Linked DNA regions of Sus scrofa: region 2 is linked to region 1. Evidence: chromatin contacts called from public HiChIP or PLAC-seq data. All regions are on one chromosome and are shown on one strand. The core of a region is the stretch at or near the end of the contact, and the rest is flanking DNA. Distances in the headings are between cores, read along the strand shown.

What was found. HiChIP or PLAC-seq counts read pairs in DNA pulled down with a chosen protein or histone mark.
Region 2: an H3K27ac HiChIP or PLAC-seq map of alveolar macrophages shows a contact between it and region 1. The contact joins the promoter of TECPR1 here to the enhancer-like site in region 1. A contact is called at or near these places in 1 of 5 promoter capture datasets (liver), 15 of 47 Hi-C or Micro-C datasets (alveolar macrophages, embryonic fibroblasts, fetal heart ventricle and 10 more) and 2 of 2 datasets of contacts at active chromatin or transcription factors (alveolar macrophages and skeletal muscle).

Annotation. Positions count from the first base shown.
Region 1 is chr3:5,259,464-5,264,715 of Sscrofa11.1, reverse strand. No RefSeq gene overlaps it. Among named protein-coding and RNA genes, the nearest start is that of CCZ1, 33 kb to the right of the region's middle. Within about 2 kb of position 2,180, at least 1 of the 83 cell types and tissues checked has an H3K27ac peak or open chromatin away from gene starts, as enhancers often do. A contact at or near this core is called in alveolar macrophages, where this site is marked.
Region 2 is chr3:5,439,682-5,444,933 of Sscrofa11.1, reverse strand. TECPR1 (tectonin beta-propeller repeat-containing protein 1) reads left to right here and starts at 1,981. Exons shown (of 26, transcript XM_021086091.1): 1 at 1,981-2,089.

The sequences.
Region 1 (5,252 bases), core at 931-3,430:
AAAAAAAAAAAAGGAAGAAGAAGAAGGAAATACCTTGCTTCTTGCACATCTGAGTTTGTGCACCAGGCTTTAAACTCACTAAGCTCTAAATATTTAGTGGATAATCACTAAAAATGTTTCAGTGTCTTTCTTTGTAGGCTTTCCCCTCATGTGGTGGGTTTGAATTGTGTCAATAGAGCTAAGCTGGAATTTCCCAGCATGTGTGGTTGTGGCAAAACAAAAAGACCAGCACGATCAGGCAGGGGACAGGACTGTCACCACGAGCCTTGCTGTGACAGGCAAACCTCTCTGCTCAGAACTACATGACTCCTAAAGAGACTATGGACATTCCTGTAAGGTGGATTTTCTTCCCAGAAGCTCAAAACAAAACAAAACACTTTGTAAATTTTCAATTGCGTTCCAACAACATAATGTGGGTATTCACTCGTTTTTAAGATGTCTTTGTTCCCATCATGGCTCAGCAGAAATGAATCTGACTAGGGGGAAAAAAAAAAAAAGAGGAAGATAAGGATCCAGTGTTGCCGTGAGCTGTGGTGTAGGTTGCAGATGTGGCTTGGATCCCGAGAAGCTGTGGCTGTGCTGTAGAGCTCCGATTTGACCCCTAGCCTGGGAACCGCCATATGCCGCAGGTGCGGCCCTAAAATGACATAAATAAATACCCCCCCCAAAAAAGAGCACATTACAATAAAGAGAAAAATAAAGAGAGAAAGAGAAAAATCTTAAAAGCAGCTGGAGAGAAGAGATACGTTATGTTCAGAGAAGCAAAGATAGGATCTACTTATCAGAAAAGCTGGAGCCAGGAAGCAGGGAAGACCTAATTTTAAAGCAAGGCAGGGAGAAAAACAACAATTATGGGTGGACACAACGATACTGTTTCTCTCAGCCACTGGAAATCACCTAAATGTCCAAGGTGAGGCCCCTGGCTAAGGGATGGGCCATGCCAAGTGAAAGTGGGGTCCACAGGATACTTAAGGCTATGGGAAAATACCCACCATAAACGGTAAAACGAGACGAGGCACTATGCGAAACACATTCTGTAAATGTAAAAAATATACGCGCATACCTCGAATGTCTGTCAGTTGCAGGAATTTCATCTGATACAATTGTGAGAACTGGTTACACGGTGTATAGGAAGCTTTTGTTTCCATGTCTGGCGCTGGAGCTAAGCAGGCACCTGTTCCCTGACTGCGCATCAGAAAATCTGAAGGAGCCTCTGGAGGAGCAGCAGAGAGCAGGTGACACCTTGCTGCCTCATCCCCTGGGGCCCGGCATCCACCTTCCTCGGGCAGAGCAGAGACACCTGCTGCCCCACCTCCTCCCTCCACATCTCAGGCAGAATGTCTCCTGTTGCCCATCCTAACGTGGAACTGCGCAGGGCGGAGAATTCTGGGAAACTCCTGCTTAGCTAAATGGACACAATACAAATCCACCACATAGAGAGAAAAGGCTGCAAAGAAATATGTTTTAGTGGTTATCCACTAAGTGTTTAGAGCTTAGTGAGTTTAAAGCCCAGTGCACAAGCTCAGATGTGCAAGAAACACCCCCCCCTTTTTTTTTTGCTGCACCTATGGCGTGTGGAGGTTCCCAGGCCAGAGATCAAACCGGTGCTACAGCATCAAACAGAGCCACTGCGCTGACAACCCAGATACTCAACCCACTGTGCCACAGGGAACGCCCAACACATTTTTTTTCATCAATGGACCTCATTTAGACCCCGGCCCCTTCCATCCTATAATGGGGGTAGGAAGTTGAGCCTCAGTCATTCTTGGGGTTTTATGCCTCCTCTCCGCCACCCCCCTCCCTGGCCCTGCCAAGTCCTGTCATTGTGCAGGGGGCTTCTACTACTTCAGGAACTCTCAACCCTAGCACTACTGGTATTTGGTGCTGAGAAATTTTGTGTCGAGGGGAGTTTGTTGTACACATTGTAGGATGTACAGAAGTATCTACCCACCAGGGACCAGTAACCACCCCCCTTCCCCGGTCGTGAAAATAAAAATGTCACCAGGCATGGCTAGAGGTCCTCTGGCGGATGTCACTGAGAATCGCTATAGTACGGCCGCATCACTTCAGTTCACCACACACACTCTTTCACGACTCTGAGCCTTTGCCTATGCTGTTCCAAGAAACAGGAATGGACTTTTAAGAAGAGAGGATGTCCAGACAGTTAAGTAACATTTGAAAACTTACTCACCCTTATTAGTCATCCAGAAAATGCAAACTGAACACATAATGAGACACCACACACACACACACAGAGCTAAAATCCAAAATACTGACAACTCCTTGGGAGTTTCCATCGTGGCTCAATGGAAATGAATCTGACTAGTAACCAGGAGGGCGCAGGTTCAATCCCTGGCCTCACTCAGTGGGTTAAGGATCCCGTGTTGCCATGAGCTGTGGTGTAGGTGACAGATGTGGCTCAGATCCCGCGTTGCTGTGGCTGTGGTGGAGGCCGGCAGCTATAGCTCCAATTTGACCCCCAGCCTGGGAATTACCATATGCTTCGGGTGCGGCTCTAAAAAGCAATAATAATAATAATAATAATAAAACATTTCATTATCTGCTGAAATGAACTCTATGATCCTGTAATTCTATTCCTAGGTACATACCCAAAAGAAATGTGTACACACACAAAGAAAACAGGTAGAAGATGTGCAATGAGGCGTTATTTGTAACGACCCGAACTGGAAACAACCCAAATAATCCGAATAACCACAGGATGGACACGTGTCGCGGAATATGAGGACAGCAATGAAGATAAACGAAATCCTGGGCCATGAAACAACCTGGATAAATCGCAGAGGTATAAACAATACTGCGTAACACAGAAAACACATCCCGTCTATTACGTTTACATGAATTTTACAACTAAACTAGGATTTAGCCGTGAGGACAGTGACTGTCTTTGGAAGGAGGGAGCGGGGTTGGGAACTTTTGCTGTGGTTACAAAGGTAGGTTCCAAAGATGTGACCACTTCGTGATCGGCATTAAGTTGCAAACGTGATTTATGTACGCCAAGGATGGGTGGATAGTGTGTGTGTGTGTGTGTGTGTGTGTGTCTTTAGGGCCTCACCCACAGCACATGGAAGTTCCCAGACCTTGGGAGTTGAATCAGAGCTGCAGCTGCCAGCTACACCACAGCCACAGCGACACAGGATCCGAGCTGCATCTGCAACCTACACCACAGCTCTCGGCAACACTGGATCCTTAACCCACTGAGCGAAGCCAGGGATTGAACCTGCATCCTCATGGATCCTAGTCGGATTCGTTACCCCTGAGCCACGACGGGAGCTCTAGACGGATGTTGATTAAAAATGGCTGCCACTCATTTGTACTTTCTCCGTCAGCAGGAGAGACTGGACGAGCTCACGACTCACCTGAGCCAGCAGAACGCAGTAGAAATGATGCTGTGTATGCGAGTTCCCAGACGGCGCCTCAAGGGGTCTTAGAGTTTCTCTCCCACCCTTTTGGGATCTAGGCACGGCCATCACCACCATCCACCCCTGAAACGCTTTTCATCTCATAAACCTGAAACTCCACACCTGTGAAAGAATCATGCCCACTCCCTCCCTCCGCCCATCCCCTGGCAATCGCCATTCTGCTTCGTCTTTATCATTTTGATGATTCAAGTAAGTACTTCGTATAAGTGGGAGCATACAGTGTCTGTCTTTTTGTGGCTGGTTTATTTCACTTAGCATGATGTCCTCAAGGTTCATCCACGTTGTAACGTGTCGGAATGTCCTTCCTTTTTAAGACTGAATAATATTCCACTGTATGAATGGACCACCTGGGTGGCTTTCACATTTTGGCCGTTGAGAATAACGCTGCTATGGACGTGGGGGCACAAATATCTCTTTGAGATCCTGCTTTATCTTAATTTGGGGGAGTTCCCCCTGTGGCTCAGTGGAACTAAATCTGACTAGTATCCATGAGGACACAGGTTCGATCCCTGGCCTTGCTCAGTGGGTTAAGGATCTGGCATTGCTATGGCTGTGGTGTAGGCCAGCAGCTACAGCTCCAATTCGACCCCTAGCCTGGGAACTTCGCATATGCTTGGAGGCGGTGTATCTAAAAAAAAGATACACACAAAACATTTTGGTCTGTCAGAAACTAGTGAAACATGAGGTCAGAGAAAGAGGAACACATGAAAGGTTGTTTTATCTTTTCTTTTCTTTTTTTTTTTTTGGCCACACTCCTGGTACATGAAGTTTCGAGGCCAGGGATCAAATCTGAGCTGCAGCCACGACCTACGCCACAGCTGTGGCAACACCAGATCCTTAACCCACTATGCTGGGCTGGTGATCGAACCCACGCAGCTGTAAAGACACTACCAGATCCTTAACCTGCTGCGCCCCAGTGGGAACTCCATGTACATTTTAATTTTAGTTCAGAAAGTAAAACCTGTGCGTTTCCAAATTCAGTTTAGAAGAGGATCTTATGATTTGTTTTTAAACTTTATCTATAAATTTCCAGACACAAAAGGAGAGAGAATACTCTAACTTCTGTGTCTCCATCATCCATAAATATTTTTGTTCCATTTATTCATCTTTCCTCCTCCACACTTTACACTGGATTAAAAAAAAATCCTAGACAGAACGCCATTTCACCTGTAAATGCTTCAGCATGCATATGACACTCTTTTAATAGCATCCAACACTGTTAGAAATTCTTGTATACAAATCAGGAAAGCCTAATAGCATTTATCTGGAAAATTTTAGTCCTAGAATTTTGCATAAATATATATAATATTCATGAATAGTCTTTAAATTGCCCTACAGTTACGGGACCAAAGCAATTAAGAACTTTATCCAAATGGAAAACAAAAAATAGACAACTAGACCATTTAAAACGGTGCCAGATTTAAAAACTGGCACATTTACCTGGCATCTAGACATGTGCATTCATTTTGGTTTCCAAAAATGAATAAAAGAATTAAGGATTTCAGTGTTGTCGTTATCTATTTACTTAAATACACAGCTAACCTCACTCTCTCTAAATGCAATGTGTTGTCCAAATGCTGAATCCAGCTCCTTGTGGATTCCTAGGGCATTGCTGAGTATGTCTTATATCCAAATTTAATCTTCTTAGCTTGCTACAAGTGATTCGTCTTTTTGTTGGCCACACCTGTGGCATGTGGAAGTTTCAGGGCCAGGGATAGGGCCCTCGCCATGGCAGTAACCAGAGCCACAGCAGTGACAACACTGGATCCTTAACCACCCCCTGAGCCACCAGGGAACTCCTGACTCATGCTT
Region 2 (5,252 bases), core at 732-3,231, 180 kb before region 1:
ATAATGTGAGAAAAAGAATGTATATATATGTGTAATCCATCATTCTGCTGTACAGCAGAAACTGACAGAACATTGTAAATCAACTATAATAAAAATACTTAAAAATGAAAATATGCGAAGAAATAGTTAACTAACAAGAATCTACTGTACAGCACACAGAGGTCTACTCAATGTCCTTTAATAACCTATGTAGGAAAAAAGAACGGATACATGTATATGTACAGCTGATTCACTTTGCTGTACACCTGAAACTAATACAACATTGGGAATCAACTATACTCCAATAAAATTTTTAAATAATTTTAAAAAAAAGAAGAGTCAGCTCTGTGAAGGCTGGATGAATTGGGGGGTAGGGGGTGGGGTCAGGGAAGAATACGGGTCCCCAGAAGGTCCATGGTGTCAGACCCTGAATCCAGGAAGACAGAACTCTGCCCCCGCACAGGAGCGCTGCAAGGACCTTGGAGAGCTCCCACCTCACCTCCTCTTCCAAGTAGGAACCAAGGCGGGAGAGGAGAAATGGCTACAAAGTATCACAGAGAGAACAGAATCCAGCTCTCTCTACCTCCAGACCAATATTTCTGCCATTAGCAGCCACTCATGTTCTTGCTAATAGTACCCTAATTGTCCTCTGAGGAACCACTCACTTTGTCTGGCTGAGCCTTGGAGCTGTGGGCCTTAGCTCAGGCTGCTACAACAAAAATAGTGCAGACTGGGTGGTTAAACAACAAGTATTGATTTCTCACAATTCTGGAAGCTGACAGCCCCAGAGCAAAAGTCAGCAGTAGATACCGTGTCCAGAGTCTATGCCTCCTGGCATGAAGACAGCCACCCTCTTGCTGCATCCCCATAAGGGGAAGGGGTGTGAGGGCTCCTGTGTCCCAGCTTATGAAGGCACTAGTCTCTTCATGAGGGCACCATTCTCATGACCTGATTACCTCCCAAAGGTCCCGTCTCCAAATACCACCACGTTGGGGGCTAGGATTTCAGTGGGTGAATTCTGGGGGACATGAACATATAATCTATACCACCCACATCTCCAGACTAAGTCAGTCCACAAATGCTGTTCCTCGATTATGCACAAGACTCCATAGAGCCATCCAGGGTGAACCAGAGGCTTCTGCCTTTGCTCCCACTGGAGTCGACCCTGTGGGACTTGCCCACTGTGTCCTCAGAAAGGAGCAAGAACCAGAGAGAATGGGAGGTAATCCTGCTTTTGCCTCTATGTCTGGCTGTGCCAGGCCTTTCATTAATCCCATCTCCTGGTCTTGGCTTTGTCCTCCTTTCTCCATCCCAACTTTGAGAACATCACCACCACCTGCCCCTCTGAGTTGTTGGAGAGATGACGTGAGAAGCTGCCCAGACAACACTTACATCACCGCCTGGCACTCAGCAAGCACTCACATGTTAGTATCATGATATTAGCTACCTCAAAATAGGTTTTCTGGCGCTGGCAACACAAGAGCCTGAAAAGAGGGTGACCTGTTATTGCTACCGCGTCAGGCTGTGGTCACAAAATCACGTTTCCAGGAGTTCTCCCAAAAGGTTAAAGCTTCATGTGTACTCAAGGCGACACTTCAGTTAGATGGAAACCACTTAGACACCAGTTTCCACGCCCAAGATCCGAGAGCCCACAAGCCGGCTCTCCTCCGTCCTCAGTCCCTGCGGCTCCTCGCATCCAGGAACCCCTGGATGCTCCCCCGTCCCTGCCTGCACCCCGAGAACACAGCGCCTGCTCGTGCAGGTGGTCCTGGGGAGCCCGGGTCGGGGGCGGAGTCCTGGTGGGGAGCGGCCTCCTTCCCAGGAGAGCGGGAAGCTGGCCCCTCCACCAAATGCCCCAGCACAACTTCCCCGAGACCCCGGAAGTGGGCGGGCGAGCGACCCGCCGAGACCCTGAAGCCGGCAGGTGACGCAGCTTCTCGCAGCCAATCCCGCGCCTCTGGCCCTTGCGTCACTGCGAGGCCAACCAATGGGAGCGGGCCTGGCTGCCGCTTCCTGCCCACCGGCTCTCCGGCAGCGGGGGAGGGCCTGCCCGCTCTCCCTGCCGCCGAGGAGCAATCGCCGCGAACCTGCCCGCCGGGCGCCGGCCCAGGTGAGTGCAGCGGTGGCCCACGAGGTGGGACGGGCGCCCTGCCCCCCCTCCCCAGGTTGGGGCGGTGCCGGGGGCAGTAGCTGCGTTTGCCCCACGGCGCGGGGAGGTAGGAAGGGGCTGTGCTGGTGCTCTTTCCCGCACTCGCTGCGGGGCGCCACCCCCTGTCCGCCATCCACCTCCCCCGGAACGTGACACCTCCACCAGCCTTTGCGCTGGAGTGACTTGGGAAGTGACTTGGGCTGCTGATCCTCGGGTTCAGAGGATCGAACTGCGAGGAGCCTGTGTGTCCCTCCTCTGGGCAGTGGTGAGAGCAAATCTGCTTGCCGCGGGATTAGCTCAGACAGATGGTCAGGGCCCATCTCTGAGATGCTACTGGTGGCAGGGCAGGGGGCCCACCTGTCGCCCAAGTGCACCGAACCAGAGTGAAACCAGGATGACCGCCCCAATGATGGGAGCTGGGAGTTCATCTTAAGAGCTGCCCCCTCAGGGCACCTCCTGTTCTATAGAATGGGTGGACCTGCTCTCTGGGAAGGACTCGACTGCCATGCATGTTCTGCTCTTTTCTCCCACCTCGATGTCGCCTTACAAAAGCTCCCCACAATTGGCAGGCAGTCAGCCACTTTCGTAGCCAGGGTTTGCTCTGTTTGTGCAGGGGGGAGAATGAGACAGGGTGTGTGATAGAAAAACAGACCAATAGGAAGCCTTGCAGGAAGGAGTCCTAACCGCTGACTGGGAAGTAAACCTTCAGGCTCTCCTGGGAACTGTGTCCCTCCCTCTACCGCACATAACCCTACTCCCCCCACCCCACCTTCCCTTGGGTACCTTTATGTCTCCAGAGGGATCTGTTAAGTAATCTGTGTCGGCAGGCAGCTGGCTCTGCAGGTGGTGAGCAGCCCTTCTAAGCAAAATGACTGAGGGTCCAACTGGAATTCATTGTGCAGAAGTTCTTGGTGAATCAGAGGTTGCTTTCTTGGAAGATGCTGCTGCTGTCCCTTTACCTTTACAAAACAAAGAAATCCTGGGATCTCAGAACCATGGGACTTAATGCTCCATCCTCCTTTTCAGGAGTGCTCTGACCTAGTGACCCAGTGTCCCAGGACAGATTGCTCCATCACCTCACAGCCAGGAAGTGACTTGAGAAGTTGGGACCACATCCTGGCAAGGGCAGAAAGGGGGGGGGCTGACCAAGGATGTTCCCCTCATGTCATCTTTAGCTGGGAAGTGATGGGTACCTGGATTTCCACACCAGATTTTTCAAGCATATCCCCAAGCCCCACCTTTCTCTAGCATCTTCTGTTAGGTGCCCAGAAGGCTCAATTATGTCTCTGTGGAAATTACTGCTTAGTCATTTCTCTGGAGCAAAGTGCATCCAAGTCCAACATCCCCATTCATTCATTGAGATCCACCTGCAGATTGAGCCTGACCTAAGTGGCTACTTATACAGTGACCTGTGAGCTGAGAAGTATCTTTGAAGACAGGACTTAAAATGTCACCCTGGAAACTGACATCCCCCCTTACCCTCTGTAAAAAAGCTTACTTTTCTCCCAACAATTTATAATGAAAATTGTCAAACATATAGCCAAACTGAAAATATACAGTCAATGCCCACATACCCACCGCCCAGGCTCTACCGTTGTCAGTTTACAGTACTTTATCACATACCTAACCACCTACTAGCACCTTACTTTTAACATAAGTAACTGATGACACGTGACTTCCCTGGAGCCGTATTTGCGCTTAGCTCAGGGAGTCAGCAGTGTGGTGCATGCAAGGGGCTGTGATTTTCTGTAATATTGAATGAATGCCCATGACGTGCAGAGCACAGGGAGGCACAGAGGAAGTGAAGAGGCTGAAGATGCAGGCTGACCACAAAGGGATTTAATTTCTTGGTTTTTAAGAGACAGAAGTGGCAGTTTGTGAGAGCAAATGCCAAGTCATTGAATGACCTCAGTAACACTCATTGGGTCATGCTGGGTACTGACCACTTTATTCTAACTCTTCACCTATATGGTCACTTTTTTTTTTTTTTAATCTTTTTAGAGCTGCACGCACGGCATTTGGAGGTTCACAGGCTAAGGGTCAAATCAGAGCTGTGACCACCGGTCTATACCACAGCCACACCAGATCTGAGCCGCATCTGTGACCTGCACCACAGTTCATGGTAATGACGAATCCTTAACCCACTGAGTTCCACTGAGTGAGGCCAGGGATCAAACCTGAGTTCTCATAGATACTAGTCAAATTCCTTTCTGCTGAGCCACAACGGGAAGTCTGGTCTCATTAAATTCTCACAACTACACAGCGAGGTCAGTCTTCCTTCCTGCCTTTGACAGATTAGGAAATTGAGGTACAGGGAGGTTAGTTGGCCAGCTTTTGGTCATGCCAGAAAGTGGTGGGGCCAGGATTCGAATTCCCACGCTCTGGCTCCAGAGTGGCTGTGGGCACTCTTCGTCACAGCATAGATGCTGCAGGTGGAGAGATGGACCCTCAGGCCTGACCAAGGAGGAGCAGAGGGACATGGGGGGCGGAGCACAGCTCTTCCAGGGGTCCCAGCTCAGGCACCCGGACACAGATGCCAGTTTTCAAATGGCTGGTATCCTGACATCCCGCATGTTTGCCCTGGGCATTGGAGCCCTGGGTGGAGGATCAAGCTTCCCCACTCTAACAGTTGGGATCCCAACCCTGTCATCTTCCTTTACTTCCTGTCCTGGGTGTTTCCCAAAGCTCGGCACCTGCTCCATGTCCCTGCTTCCTGTCCTTTATCCTTCAGTCACTCCCTTCCCAGCCTGCACTTTTCCTCCTTGGTGTTTGCAAGAGAGACTTTGTTCCAAAGGAGCCCAGTTGCTCACAGCAGATGCTCCTGTTTTCAGACATGCTCCATCTGCATTGTCATAGTCCAATCTCCTCTCTTTCTGAATCGCCCTTGTGCCTCTGGCGTGTCTCAGGAGCAGAAAACCTGGCTCCAGCCTCAAGGCACCCAGACTCTGTCTGCTGGTAGCTCTGCTTTCCAAACCAGAAAGGCTGTGTCCGCCCCTTGGGGCAGTGATCTGTCTTGGGTGTGGGGGCCGTATTGTCAGGCAGAGCTGCTCTTTGTTACTCCCCAGGCTGCTGTGTCTTGCTACTGTGGGTCTGGCTCTGCCATGGGGGGAGGCCTGTCTCTACC